Regions from separate parts of the Mus musculus genome. Here all the other regions are linked to region 2. Evidence: chromatin contacts called from public HiChIP or PLAC-seq and promoter capture Hi-C data. All regions are on one chromosome and are shown on one strand. The core of a region is the stretch at or near the end of the contact, and the rest is flanking DNA. Distances in the headings are between cores, read along the strand shown.

The links. Promoter capture Hi-C pulls out the DNA fragments that hold promoters and counts their contacts. HiChIP or PLAC-seq counts read pairs in DNA pulled down with a chosen protein or histone mark.
Region 1: a contact with region 2 is called in an H3K27ac HiChIP or PLAC-seq map of oligodendrocyte precursor cells, with 10 times the contacts expected there. The contact joins the enhancer-like site here to the promoter of Irx5 in region 2. A contact is called at or near these places in 8 of 39 promoter capture datasets (3T3-L1-derived adipocytes, HPC-7-derived erythroid cells, the SN4741 cell line and 5 more), 2 of 484 Hi-C or Micro-C datasets (cardiomyocytes and nephron progenitors), 20 of 115 datasets of contacts at active chromatin or transcription factors (the 230-238 cell line, the NIH/3T3 cell line, astrocytes and 15 more) and 1 of 9 other capture datasets (embryonic stem cells).
Region 3: a contact with region 2 is called in a promoter capture Hi-C map of embryonic stem cells, with 2.6 times the contacts expected there. The contact joins the promoter of Slc6a2 here to the promoter of Irx5 in region 2. A contact is called at or near these places in 2 of 39 promoter capture datasets (the C10 cell line and embryonic stem cells), 2 of 484 Hi-C or Micro-C datasets (both in embryonic stem cells) and 1 of 115 datasets of contacts at active chromatin or transcription factors (embryonic stem cells).
Region 4: a promoter capture Hi-C map of embryonic stem cells shows a contact between it and region 2, with 4 times the contacts expected there. The contact joins the enhancer-like site here to the promoter of Irx5 in region 2. A contact is called at or near these places in 17 of 39 promoter capture datasets (the 3T3-L1 cell line, 3T3-L1-derived adipocytes, the HPC-7 cell line and 11 more), 14 of 115 datasets of contacts at active chromatin or transcription factors (the NIH/3T3 cell line, astrocytes, craniofacial prominence and 8 more) and 1 of 9 other capture datasets (embryonic stem cells).
Region 5: a contact with region 2 is called in an H3K27ac HiChIP or PLAC-seq map of extraembryonic endoderm stem cells, with 8 times the contacts expected there. The contact joins the enhancer-like site here to the promoter of Irx5 in region 2. A contact is called at or near these places in 1 of 39 promoter capture datasets (the SN4741 cell line), 11 of 115 datasets of contacts at active chromatin or transcription factors (the 230-238 cell line, craniofacial prominence, embryonic hindbrain and 6 more) and 1 of 9 other capture datasets (embryonic stem cells).

What each region holds. Positions count from the first base shown.
Region 1 is chr8:91,565,060-91,567,759 of GRCm38.p6, reverse strand. All of the region lies in intron 8 of Fto (fat mass and obesity associated), which reads right to left. Among named protein-coding and RNA genes, the nearest start is that of 4831440D22Rik, 99 kb to the right of the region's middle. Within about 2 kb of position 1,384, at least 49 of the 459 cell types and tissues checked have an H3K27ac peak or open chromatin away from gene starts, as enhancers often do. A contact at or near this core is called in forebrain, neural progenitor cells, oligodendrocyte precursor cells and 1 more, where this site is marked.
Region 2 is chr8:92,356,537-92,359,236 of GRCm38.p6, reverse strand. It overlaps Irx5 (Iroquois homeobox 5), which reads right to left and starts at 1,441. Exons shown (of 3, transcript NM_018826.2): 1 at 808-1,441. The coding sequence starts at 1,053.
Region 3 is chr8:92,959,693-92,962,392 of GRCm38.p6, reverse strand. It overlaps Slc6a2 (solute carrier family 6 (neurotransmitter transporter, noradrenalin), member 2), which reads right to left and starts at 1,346. Exons shown (of 14, transcript NM_009209.3): 1 at 872-1,346. The coding sequence starts at 1,145.
Region 4 is chr8:91,598,283-91,600,982 of GRCm38.p6, reverse strand. All of the region lies in intron 8 of Fto (fat mass and obesity associated), which reads right to left. Among named protein-coding and RNA genes, the nearest start is that of Gm36325, 120 kb to the left of the region's middle. Within about 2 kb of position 1,397, at least 8 of the 459 cell types and tissues checked have an H3K27ac peak or open chromatin away from gene starts, as enhancers often do. A contact at or near this core is called in embryonic stem cells and trophoblast stem cells, where this site is marked.
Region 5 is chr8:91,423,257-91,425,956 of GRCm38.p6, reverse strand. All of the region lies in intron 3 of Fto (fat mass and obesity associated), which reads right to left. Among named protein-coding and RNA genes, the nearest start is that of 4831440D22Rik, 43 kb to the left of the region's middle. Within about 2 kb of position 1,331, at least 29 of the 459 cell types and tissues checked have an H3K27ac peak or open chromatin away from gene starts, as enhancers often do. A contact at or near this core is called in extraembryonic endoderm stem cells, where this site is marked.

The sequences.
Region 1 (2,700 bases), core at 135-2,634, 790 kb after region 2:
GGGAGTTGTTATATGAAAATATTTTATTGGTGTTATAACGGCCACAATTTTAAGAGGCATATACAGCGCAAGTGGGCAACTCTTAAAGTGTTAACCCAGTTCCAGACAGTCCAAATGTGTCGAGTTAGCAAACAAGATAAATGACTGTCTGACATGATGTTTTATAAATCCTATTAACAGGCTGTAAAGGAGGTGATAGTTCCCTAAACAGGAAAATTAATTTTCTCAGTCCAATCCCCACTGTACATACAAGAATGCGGAGTATCTGAGGGGCTCATTGTTCATGCTGATTTCAGCTTGTGTATTAATGGAACTCTCTGGCAATCACGCTTCATACTCTTCAAAGTACCTGGACGCTCGTTAGTCCCCTGGGTGTGTTTTGCTTTTATTTTGTTGGAATAACAGAGACAGGCACAGCACAGCGGCTCACTGCAGTTGGTTTAAAGCTGAGCTAGAACCTTGGCTGTTCCTTGAGACTTTTACACTGCGTGCGGACCTAGAGAGCCAGTTTGTTACATGGAGATGGGCATTTATTCCCACGCTCTCTGCCCGTGGCCTGGGAGGGTGCTAACACTGTTTATAACCCTGTATCTGATTAAACTGGAGTGAAGTTTGCTTATTACTTGATATTTTCACTCTTCAAATCACAGAAGCTAATGACTCTCAACCTTATGGAAATAAGCAGCCCTTCTGTGAATGGCGTGTGCTCCCTTTATTTTAAGACCAAGACACATTCTAATGATTGGCACAATTCTGGTTTTGCCTTTTCTTGCCAGAAAGAAAATATGGCTTTAATAGAAGTGTACATCTGTGTGGTATTACATGCATGTAAAACAGATGTAACCTAATTACGTTTTCATTTAAATTGCTAAATAGCTACTTAAGTAAAAAGCTAAAATAACATACAAACAACAGTTACTATAATGACAAGTGTACTTAGAATTACATGAAAAGGATCAAAGCTACAGGAGACAGAATTTGAGTTGGTCTTTCAGAAAAGACAGAGTGACACACCAATGCAGTCTTCAGCTTACTCAGTAATCTATGGTCTCCCCAGCTAGACCTCACTGCAGAGTTTGCCGCAGCCTAGACACAGGGAAGAAAACCTACAGCATTTACAGAAGGCTGTGTGGTTCAGGACGATTAGACACACTCTACCAGAGATTACATAGCAAACCCTAAATTGGAAATTAGAATTCCAAGGCAATACAATCAGCCTGATTAGAGTTCTAAGCAGATCCTGTGAGGCTGGGATCAGAAAGCAGCTCCCAACTTCGAGATCAGAGTCTCCTTTTTGTATTTCTAGGACACAACACAGTGTTGCTGATTGCATATTCATGACAGGGCCCTTCCTGCGCCACACAAAGGCTCCTCAGATATCCAGGGCATTTGGGATGATCCTCAGCCCTGGTGCCCACTGAGCGCAAGGTTAGCTCTCACAAAGGAGCAGGGGACAACATATCACCAACAGTGATATGAGCTCAACAGTGAGCTCTAGACAACTCTTCAACCTGACCCTGCTGGGGGGTGGGGGTGGTAGAGGATGGATGCCTGGCCCGAGCCTTGCCTTTTCTATTTCAACCACATTTTTAACTAAAGCGAATTTCCGGTATTTGGTGACAGTGGTTTTGTTTTAAGTGGACTAAGAGTGCTGGAGTATCAGCGCCCCGTGAGCTTATCTCGGGATCAGAACTGTCTGTCAGCCAACGCACAGGACTTGGAACAGGAGTGCAAGCTGCAGACGCTCCCACTCAGCTTTCTCTTCTAAACCAGACGGGCCAGTTTTACTCAAGTTTAGTCAGGACTGCAAACATAAAATAAAGTAAAATAAAACAAAATAAAGGCTCTAAATCTGGCTTTGTTTGTTTGCCTGTTTTGTGGGTCTGAAATGTTTAAGACTTTTCAAAACTAAAGGGACCATCCCTGCTGAACCTGAACCAAGAAGTTTCCTACATGGACAGATTCTAAATTTAGCATCCTATTTAAGGTCTTACACACACACACACACACACACACACCCCTTCCCAACTATAAACACAGACTGTGGACGGAGCTCAGAGGCAGAGAGCTTGCCTGCATGTGTGAGGCCCCAAGCTCTATCACACGCACAGCAAAAACAAAATAAAAATAAGATAAAAAATATATAGGTAGCCTCATTTTATCCATCAGATGCCCTTTCTCTAGGAGGGAAAAGATGACAAGTCTGACAGTCATGAGGTTGGGAGCTGGAAAAGGAAGTGTCAACCTTGCGTGGCTGGCTTGTGCATCTCAGACAGTATCTTAACTTAATGGTGGATAGTAGGGCTGCAAAGACGGGCACGTGGCCACCCATCACCTTTCTTTGGTGAATGTGGTACTTTAGACCCAAGTGGGCCCCGTGCACTCAAAGGTTAGGGTGGGATTTACTTAGTTTTCTTCTTCACATTTGGTCATCCTACCCCTGTGGTGAAACACACTACCAGTTCCCAACTCTGGATCCACAAGAGAAATGAGCTGTATCTGTGAAGAGGACAGGAAACACAATTCAAGAACCTTCCGTTGTCTAGCCGAGTCTTTCATCCAGGGTTTTGGCTTGGTCTCTTGTCCTCTGCTGTTCACTCTGTGTAAAGAATGTCCATAAAGTTTCACAACGACTGAGAACATGGTTGTGAGGGACAAGCGGAGTCTTGCCGCTGTGATTTTGTAACCAATTATTTCATT
Region 2 (2,700 bases), core at 192-2,691:
GATCTGGCCTCTGCGGAAGGGCCCACGGTTCTCTTAGAGGCCTGAGCAGCCTCAGCAACAACTCAGAGCTCTGCTCCAGAGCGGCCGCATGTTGGGCGCAAGGGGTACAACAAGGGAAGGAAAGGCTCTTTCTTTAATCTTCAAAGAAATGCGATAGACAAGCTGAGCCTTAGCTTGCACACCGACGGTCTAAAAATGCTATCCCTAACCGAAGCCGTTGCGCTTTTCCAGAAATCACACCCCGCCGTAAAAACCCGGATACACCGCATCTCGCTGGCCGTTTCAGAAATTTAATACTTCCAAATCGGATTGCGAAGATAGGATTACGGATTTGCAACATTTTGGGGATTAATTAAAGGCGAGGCCAAACACATTTACATAGATTTAGCACACTACTACTGTTTGGAATTCCGGTCGGCTTCTTTTGAACTACTTTTTCCAACATGGCAAAACCAAAAGAAAGAGGAGGAAGAAGAAGAAGAAATTTGCGGGTTGTCCCAGAGCTTTGAGCCAAATGCCGTTCTTTATAGTAAAGACCAATCAATCCCCCCCCCTCCCCGCGCCCCAAAGCCTTCCCTTCAGCTCGGCGATCCCAGCAAGACGCGGCTTTCGCCAGAGCCACTCCGGAGCCCGCGGCTCGAGTGAAGCTGAATTAGACAATTGCTCAAGTTTGCAAGGGCCGCGAAGCTTGGCGGGTGAGGTGGCGCCTAGGCCCGTGTCCACCGCAACCGGGCTCTGCAGGCCTGGCCCCGGCTGCCCGCTCGCTCGCCCGCCCGCCCGCCCGCCTCGGACCCAGCTCACACTCACCACGTAAGAGAAGGCAGCGGCGGCCGCAGCCGCGGGGTCGGCGCCGTACTGGAGGTGCGAGTTGTAGCCGGGCGAGGGAGCCGTGAAGGCAGTGGAGCCAGCGTAGGGCGAGAACGCGGAGCCCGAAGAAGAGCGGCCGAGCTCATCCGTGCGGGGCCCCGAAATGACGCTGGTGCTGTATGCGGGGCACGAGTAGAGCGCCAGCGAGGCGGACGGCTGGTACAAGTAGCCCTGCGGGTAGGACATGGCCACACACGGGCATGGGGCGCGCCGCGCCGCGGCGGCCAACGAGCCGGGCGGCGCCCTGCGAGGGCGAGCGAGAGGGCACCTGGCTTCTGGCTGCCCCGGGCCGCAGCTCTTCGAGCCCCGGCTCCCGGGCTCCGGCCCGCGGCGCCTCCTGGTTGGCTTCCCGCGCGCCTCTGGCTGCGACCGCCGCGCCCGCTCCTCTGCGCGCCCCGCTTGCCCGGGCTAGGCTTTCTCTCCCCCCACCCCCCTCCCTCGCTCTTTGCACCGGGGGGCTCTGCTTTTGGCTTTGCAAAGGTCCTGCCAAGATGCTAAGTTGGAAATTGAGGATTCTGACGCCTTGTGTGCGCGCGAAGCTCCTCCTTCCCGGGGTGTAGTCGGTGGGGGGACTGGCAGGAGCCTCTGGCCGGCGGCAGCCAACCCGGCCGCCAGGCGCGTCTCGCCCTCTCCCTGTTCCTCCCCGGCTCCTCTCCCGCTCACTGGCGCTCCCCTCGCCCCTCCCTAGCGCCCGCCTCTCCTCCGCCACCCCCCTCTCCTCCTCTGCCCGGCCTCCCCCTCCTCCCTCCCGACTCTTCCTCTCCTTCTCTCTTTCTCAGACTCTCGAGCGCCGGCCCCAGGATGACAATCACATCCCAAGCGCGCCGATCGCTTCCAACTTTGCTCTCCTTTTGCTAACTCTGGGCGGAGCGGCAATCTCGACGTACAACTGGCCTTAGTCTTGGCTCGGGCCGTTCGGGAACACAAAGGGAAAGATGCAGCGGGCTGCGCTCGGGAGAACGCTCTGCGCCCTCCTCGCCAGTGCGAATAGCGAAGTTGGCGGACGTCTTGTTCTCCCGAGAGCTGGGCTGGGAGGTGGTTTTTCTCCCTCCACGCTCCACAGTGGCTTCTCCCTCCTGCCGGAGGTCTCTAGGTTGAGCTGGAGACCTGGAATTCAGATCCCAGGGAGAGTCGATGGATGCCGGCGCTCAGGGCACAGCGAGGCCGAGATGACCGCCTTTCTGCGCCAGCAACTGCAGCAGGTGGGCAAGAGCCAGGCCTAAGTAGAAGGGGCCCCGCTAGCCCTTCCTTCCACCCATCCCTGGCAGACGACGAGAAGAGGCTAGAGAGGAGACTCTGGGGTCTCTGGCTGGGGGTGTGACTTTTCTCTGGAACGAGGAAGGCAGTGGGCAAGAAGTGCCCGACGGAGAAGCTGTTCTACCCGAGTCGGTCCCCCAGACGCCCCCGGCCCCTTGCCATCCCAAGTAGCGATGCCTGCTTCTCATGTCTAGCCACGAGCAGCTTGCCCCGTCAGGTCTGTGGAGCCGGAGGGTGTGGGGTCTCGCCCCTTTTGTTCCACTAAGTCGCCTTCCACCCTCGCTCGCCCCCGCCCCAGTTCCACTGCAAACACTGGGCAGTGAACAGTGTCCAACCCAACCGCTGTTTGTTCAGCGAGGCGCTGGCCCGGCAAACACACACCACAGAGTCCCAGGCAGAGTTCTCGGAACACCCCCTCCCCAAACCCCCCACGGCCACACAGTGAGAAGGCAAAACAGACCCTAGTCCCTGGTCTCCACCTCCCGCCGCCGCAAATTACAAACGCACTGAAGCTTTGGGACAGACAGGGGCGCTGGTAAACCAGGACCGCCGGCGGCAGAGTGCACACACCACACA
Region 3 (2,700 bases), core at 97-2,596, 600 kb before region 2:
CTGAGACAGAATTAATACATGGCAGGGTGACCCAGGGCAGGCCAATACCTTCCTCTAGAAGCTTACACCCCTAGGCTCTGTGCAGGGCACTCTTGAACTTGTATCTGAGTAAAGATGGTGGGGCTGGGGTGCTTTGGCCATGCTAGGCTCCAAGCCCTTCAGAAAGGAGTTTGAGGTTTCTTCCATTGTGCTGGATGTGACCTCTGGGATCCCATTCCAGGGCAGATGGGTAAAATGACAGCTCATCAGGAAGAGGACAAAAGAGCTGTCTGCTGGGTGTCTTTTCTAGGTTCGCATGCGCTGGGCTTCACAACTTGACCAGAGCTTGCAAAGCGGAACAGGACACTCCAGTCTCCCAGGACTCCTGCCTCAAGGCCCAGCTCAGCTCGACATCTAGTGTCCTGATCTCGCAAAGGCTGTGTACACTTACTCCTGTAGCCCACTGGTGATCCAAGGGCTCTCGTTTTATCTAGCCTAGTGTCTGAGTTCCAAGGCTGAGTGCTAGAGTTACCATCATCCTGTGTCCGGCCGGACTATCCCAAACTCTTCTGGAACCCTTTAAAGAACTTACTGATCTCTACTCCCCTTTTCTGTACCGCAGCATTGACTCTGAATTCCTCACCCAACCGGATGCCCTCTATTCTGTCCTTGAGCCCCTGTGCCTACTACTGTTCAAGGTCCTGCCTCTATTTCCCTAACGGAGAACACTCCAATCCTATTTCTAGGTACTCTTAAGAGTTCTTTCCTGCACACTAAATTCGTTCCTGCGTCTCCTCTTCTCCTCCATGTGCATCCCTGCTCCCTCCCCAGCCAACGCCACAAGAACAGGCAGCATCCCAAGTCCAAAAGCCTCAGCCAACCCTGTGCTCACCACCACCATTCTTGTAGCAGAGATAAGGGAACCGCCACACGTTGGCCAGGTCCACAGCGAAGCCCACCACGGACAGCAGGAAATCAATCTTCTTGCCCCAAGTCTCCCGGGGCTGAGCGTCGCTGTCCTGGGACGCCAAGAGGCACTGGACTCCGTTGCGTTCCTTCACCACTAGTAGATCGGCGGTTTTGCAGGGCCTCAGGGGCTGCTCAGGCAGCGGGTCCGCCCCGCCGAGCTCCGGCTGCACCTGCGGATTCATTCGCGCCAGAAGCATGGGTGCGGCTGGAGAGAGGGACTTCGGAGGTTCTGGGGACACACCAAAGTTCTGCTTGTATGAAAGGAGAAAAAGCAGTCAACAAGGCTTGCCGCCCGTTTGCACAAACTGAGACCACCCAGGGGAGCCCAGACGTCAGGATCTTAGGGCTGAGCGGACTCCCAGCTTCCAAGAAAAGGAGCGCCTGAGTTGGGAATTTTTGGAGACTGAGTTGTGACGCGCGTCCGACTGGGACAGAATTTATAGGTGGGGACCTCCTCGGGCCGCCCTGTGGGTCGGGCTAAAGAGCCCACCGAGGTCTACCTGGATCATTCACTTTCTCCCCTCCCCTAAATGCCAAGTTTCCTGCGGGCCCTGAGGGACCAGAGTTGACTCAAGGGCCCTCCCAGCTCCGGGGGGCGCCCTCCGACAGCACTAGGAACCTTCAGGGACACTCTAGAGGGTGCAGCCACTCACGATGTGCCTCGGAGCCGGTCCGCACACTTACCGGTCCCGCGCGCAGAGCGCACTCACGTGGCGGACAGCACGGGGATCCCGGGCTCCAGCCCCGGCTGGGCTCCGCCGCGTGGCACTCAGGCGGGGCCCTGGGAGCGCTGCGGGCACGGGGTGGCCGGCAGGACGCGGGCTGGATGGCTCTGGCCGCGCCAGGAGGAGGCCGACCTGGTAATGTAGCCTGTGCCCCAGGTAACGCGCCTATTGCATTAGCCCCGCGCCCAGCCCGCTCGGTCTGGAGCCTGTTAGCGCTAATGCAGACTGACAGCGTGGCCGGGACTGGCAGAGGCGGGGGCGCAGCTCCCATGGGCTCCGGGGTGGCGGGAGCCGGACTCCCAGGGACTCGCGGGGACCTGGCTTAGCACCATCTCTGACTTTTTTTTTTTTTCTTTTTTGGCAAAAGTAGCGCAGGCAGCTCCCCCAAACACCTGGCTCTGACCTCTGGACAGATGAAGAGAGGGACAGATTCCCAGAATTCGGGTTAAGTCTGTCAAAGGGGGGTTGTAAGGATAGGGGAAGTACCCACCACCCCAGTGACACCAGCGTTGTCATACACCCAGACCACTTAACCTACTTGGTGAGAGTTTTCTCCACCAGCAACAGGGAAACTTGGTGCTTCAGATAAGGATTGTGACTGGTGGCCTGCAGGCTGGGCCTTTGGGGCAGTGTTGTTTGGCGGACTCTGCTGATGGAAAGGTCATAGCCCGAGATTTTATTCCTGGCTCTATTTGCGGCCAGACTGTGACCCTGTTCTTGGAGTCTGTGACCCTGATCTATAAGGCTGAGAACTGATAAATAATCATTCTCAAAAATACCTCCCTAACGCCAAATCACGCCTTTACAGCTTCCCACAAGTGGACAACATCTTCAAAGAGCCCGTTGTTTGGTTCCGGAAACAGGAGCAAGACAGGAAACACATAAATAAATACTTATTCTGGGCGAGAAGATTGGTGCGGTATGGGCCGAAGGCAGGTAAAGCAAAGTAAGGAAATGGATGGGAAAAGCAGGGCTGCAGATTTTTAACAGTACGTTCTATAGTGTTTAAGCGTGGACTTGAGAGTTC
Region 4 (2,700 bases), core at 148-2,647, 760 kb after region 2:
TTCTTTTCAAAGGAACCTGGGAATGAAGGCCTTTGATAACCATGCACGGTCATGTGCTGTCTCACTCCGAAGGCCTCTGGGGCTGTTCCTATGCCTCTGGTAGCATCTTACTTTCATGTGCCTTTTTTTGTTTGTTTTATTTTCCTAGGCTGATGGCAAACTCTTCAGGGACAAGGCTTATGTCTTAGTTTGTCTGTATTCTTGATGTTAGAAAGCAACTGTACAGAGCTAGGTGCTTGGTCAATATCAATTGCTGTAGTGCTAACAGCAAAGCCGTGGTCCTCAACCTGTGGGTCCTGACCCTTGGGGGCAGGGGTGGGGGGAGTCAAACTCCTCTTATCACAGGGGTCGCATATCAGATATCCTGCATGTCAGATAGTTACATTAGGATTCATAACAGTAGCAAAATTACAGTTATGAAGTAGCAACAGAATAATTTTATGGTTGGAACTATATAAAAGGGCTCCAGCATTAGGAAGCTAGAGAATCCTTATGATAAAGGATGATGTAAGGGGGGAAAAATAAGTAAACAATGGAGACTGAGCTCCACTAGACAGCCAATTGTTAGTGCTGGGCAGTAAAATGGAATCATTTATTCTTTTATTCTCGAAGCTGATGAGAAGTCTTGATGATGAAAACGGCATGCGATTGATCAGGTCTTAGTGCTTCTGGCAAGTCCTTATCTGGTAAGTCCTTATAGAATGCAAGATTCTCTAAGAATCTCATGTGCTGACAGAGAGAATTCTAGAATGATACCACTCATTTTCCCACCTTGAGCCAGGTGGTCCTACTCTGCCACATTAGCAGGGAAATAAAATGGGAGGAAGCCGACACGGAAAGAGTGTGAGGGAAGTGGAACCTAAAAACAGGGCTTTTCCATCTTGGGAAGCAGGGGAGCGCTGGGAGAGTAACACACGCTCTCCACACTGCACTTCACTGATGGCTTTGAACACTCTTGCCTTTCCCATTCTGCCACTGGCAGCCAGAAACAGGTCACTGGAGGCAGCCTGGGGCACACAGAAGTCGATGGGATGACAGGTGAACCCAAGTTTCAATCAGGTTCCCTCTCTTCCCAGATGGAGAACAGAAGGGCGTGGCAGAGAAGAATGACCAAGAGAGCCACAAGTGTGACAGTCATGCATAAATAAGCACAAATCTAACAGGACAAAAGAACATACCAAAATGATGGGGGTGGGGGTGGGGCAGGCAGAGAAAGTGTGAACTTTTCCTGTAAACAGCTGGCCTTACCTCTCAAGTCTCCACTACATAAAACAGGGAACAGGAAAGACGACTTTGGCCAAAGAAATGCTAAAGGCAGAACAAAGACTGGACACTTCCTCCGTGAATTGCTCTTTGTTTAGGTGCGACTGCCTATTCAGCACAGAAGTTAATTAACAGACGGGCACTGCTGCCGGACACTGCCTGTGTAATTACACCGGGAGTCTAATTAGGTCGGTCTCCACTCACCCTGGCCTAAATCATCCAGGCCACAACGAGTGTGGCTTGGGCTCACGTCGTCAGGCCAGGGAAGCGAATGTGTGTGTGCATGTGCGTGTGTGTGTGTGTGAAGTTGAGAAGTCACTTCTAGCGTACGAGACCCACTAACAGTCTCAACAGGTTTCCTCCACATGAATTTCACACAGAACGTGACATCTTGGGAGGGAGGCGGCTCTTCCTGGACTCTTCTGGACTGTTCCCTGGTGGTCCAGATTCCACAACTGCATGCCAGATGGACTCTTCACAGGCAGCACCTTGCTCATTAGTTTATTTGGCTATCTGATTTAAATAGGCCATAGGGTGTTGACGTTGGTAACTGAGCTGCGCTTTGGCGGAAACTGAGCTTGCTCTCTTGGGCTAGAAGATGGGTCGGGGAGGAAAACACTTGCTGCCGCGTCTAACACCGTGAGTTTGATTCCCTGGCCTCACGTGATAGAGGGAGAGAACCTAGTCTTGCAAGTTGTCCTCCGACTCTACGTGGTACACCTGTGTCTCCAACCCCCACATAAGTCAGTAAATAAAAGTAATATAAATTTAAAAATATTTTCTTGAACTCTTTTAGAACGTTCAAGCTTTCTAAAATGAAGTATCTTATACTGGTAACAGAGCAGGCACAAGATTGAAGACTGGTAACAGACCCATAAAATCACCATTGTCAGTATGTAAGTAAAATATCACCACCCTCACTGTCATCACCATCATCACTACCACCACCAACCATCAGCATCCGTGCTGGGGATTGAACCCAGGGCCTTGCACCTTCTGGGTAAGTGTTTTTCTCACTGAGCTACATTCCCAGTTCAAAACTTACTGCTTTAGGATTTTACATTAGAACTTTAAACACTAATATACGGCAAAAATTAGTGTACAGCTGAAGCCTTGGTTACTCAGTCAGACTGAACAAATGTAACATATGATGCTATAAACGACAAGGAGAAGGCCAGACTCAGTAAAATGGGGTTTTAGTGGCTCATGAAAAAGCTGTAGTCAGTAATATGTAACAATAAACTGCAGTGGTGGCGCACACCTTTAATCCCAGCACTCGGGAGGCAGAGGCAGGCGGATTTCTGAGTTGGAGGCCAGCCTGGTCTACAGAGTGAGTTCCAGGACAGCCAGGGCTACACAGAGAAACCCTGTCTCGAAAAAACAATAAACTAGATTTATCTTCTGTCTCTGTACACTATGTTGCCAATTATAACAGAT
Region 5 (2,700 bases), core at 82-2,581, 930 kb after region 2:
TTGGTCGAGTGGAAATGTAAGACCGCGCAGTTGTAGAAAACAGAATGGAGTTCTCCAAAAGGAAGCAAACAAGCAACAGAGAATTATCATTTGATCCAATTCCACCTCTGTGTACACAATAGACACCGAAGAGTAAAAGCACAAACTTAAAACCGTCAGAGTAATATTCATAAAACAAAGATGGAAATGACCTGAATAGTTATCAGTAAGGGACTGAATACGCTGAATGTGACCTAGTATGGTTTCTGTTGTGTGACACACCGTGACCAGAAGCAGCTTAGAGGGGAAGGATTTATTTCAGCTTACACTTCCAGGTCAAAGTTCACCATGGAGGAAGTCAGAGCAGGAATTCAAGTAGGAACTAAAGCAGAAAGTGTGGAGAAATGCTGCTTGCTGCCTGGCTCACGGATTTAAGCTTAGTTAAGCTTTCTTATACAGCACAGGACCATCTGTGGATAGGACGGTGGATAGGATAGGGACTCCCCCACATTCATTATCCATCAACCAAAGTCCCCACACCCACGCCCACGCCCACGCCCACAGGCCAGCATGATCTAAGCAGACTCTCAATGGAGGGCTCCCCTTCCCAGGCAACTCTAGGTTGTGTCAAGGTGACAATAAAAACTAACCAGGGTCCTGAGCATGGTGGCACACCCTTTATCTTAGCACTCTGCAGAAGCAGGAAGGTGTCTATACGAGGCTAGCCTGACCTGGACAGTACGCTGCAGGCCAGCTAAGGGTCTATGATAAGGAACTGTCTCAAAACAAAACAAAACAAGAGCCAAAAATGAACCAGGATAGTCCTATACATTATATGTACATATATAGTGTACCTATATAGTATATGCAACACACACACATACAAGTGAATAGTATGCAGACATAAAAAGGAATGGAATTCTGAAAAACTCTGACACACATAGGAAGTATGTTCAATAAAATAAACGAAAAGGACAAATCTATGATTTTACTTAAACAAGCTACCTAGAGCAGTTAGATGTGAGAATGCAGTGTGTCATAGACAAAAGGCAGGAAAGAGACCAGAGTCTGCCCTTAACACATGAGGCTGGGTATTAGCACACACAGCCAGGGGAAACTTGTCTCCAAAGAGAATGGAACGGAGGAGCCTGCAAGGGGGAGAAAATCAAGCTGGAACATTTTGTAGAGGCGAATGAGGGGCTTAAGAATGAGAAACGAATGCAGCCATGGGGGGACAATGTGCAGGTCTGTGGTCTCTCCTTCCCGGAATTGTTTGCTAAGGCAAGACAATCTCAGCAAACATTCCTTTGTGGCTGACTGATAACAGCTGAACAAGGCCAGCTGTAACCTCATAGGAATTTTGTTTTTACAACTGAGGCACTCTACCAAAATTGATACAGACAGACAGTAGAACAGTGGTTACTGGGGGCTGAAGGAAGAGAGACTCTTGAGTTAGGATGGAGTAATGAAAGAATTCTGTAGATGAACAGCGGCAACTTCAATGCAGTGACTGAGTGGTGTATGGTTTAAATAATTATGTAGCAACCTGCATGCATAATAATTATACCATAACAGAGAAGAAAGTACAACAGGACTGAACTACTGATACTCAAAAAATATGGATAAGCCTTAAAATAATTATGCCAAGTGACTTTCAGGCCAAAAACATTTTAAAAGACTATATACATCATTTCACTTGTGTAAACTTTAGGAAATGACAACTAATAACAGAAAGCAGGACTTTCAAAGACCTACCTGTGGAATAAATAATGCACAGAGAATTCTACAGTTTAAAGCTTGGGCCTTTTGCTGGAGCAGTTCCCCATCTACTGCCTGACTTAACTGGACCGTTCTAGCACTGTGACCTGCCACAAGGCTAGCTCTTCACCTTCCTGCACCGCTCTAATCCCAGTCTACTCCCTTCCAAGTCTCTGGATTCTCTCGGCTCTCATCTCCCAGCTTCACTCTTTCTCTCTGGAAGTCCCGCCTTCATACTTCCTGGCCCAGCTATTGGCCTTCAGCTCTTTATTACAACCAATCAGCAGTGAGACAACACCTGCTCCATCTCTTAGATTGCCTTAGGCACAGAGGACTGTCTGACCTTCACGTATCTGAACAGGTGTGGAAAGACAAGTATTTACAAATATAAAGTTGCTGGTGGACCACAGAAGTGACAATATGGAAATCCTGCCACCATTAAGCTCTCTGCCGGTATGGAATTCACAATTGAAAATACAGGGACGTGGCACAGGCGCCGGCGGGAGCCTTCTTGGCTCCGAGACTCCGCGGAGGGCAGGCTGCACGGGTGACCGTGTGGAATACAGAGTGCCAGCCGTTTCTGGGACGGGCGAGAGTCGCAGAGCTTCTGGGCGGCGCCATCTTCAGCTCCAGATAGCCGGCCACCTTCCTGGTGAGAGCACGGGGGTCTGCCTGGCCTGAGAGGTTTGTGGCACAGGCGCCGGCGGGAGCCTTCTTGGCTCCGGGACTCCGCGGAGGGCAGGCTGCACGGGTGACCGTGTGGAATACAGAGTGCCAGCCGTTTCTGGGACGGGCGAGAGTCGCGGAGATTCTGGGGCGGCGCCATCTTCAGCTCCAGACAACCAGCCACCTTCCCGGCAAGAGCCACAGAGCTTCTGGGCGGCGCCATCTTCAGCTCCAGACAGCCGGCAACCTTCCTGGTGAGAGCACGGGGGTCTGCCCGGCCTGAGAGGTTTGTGGCAC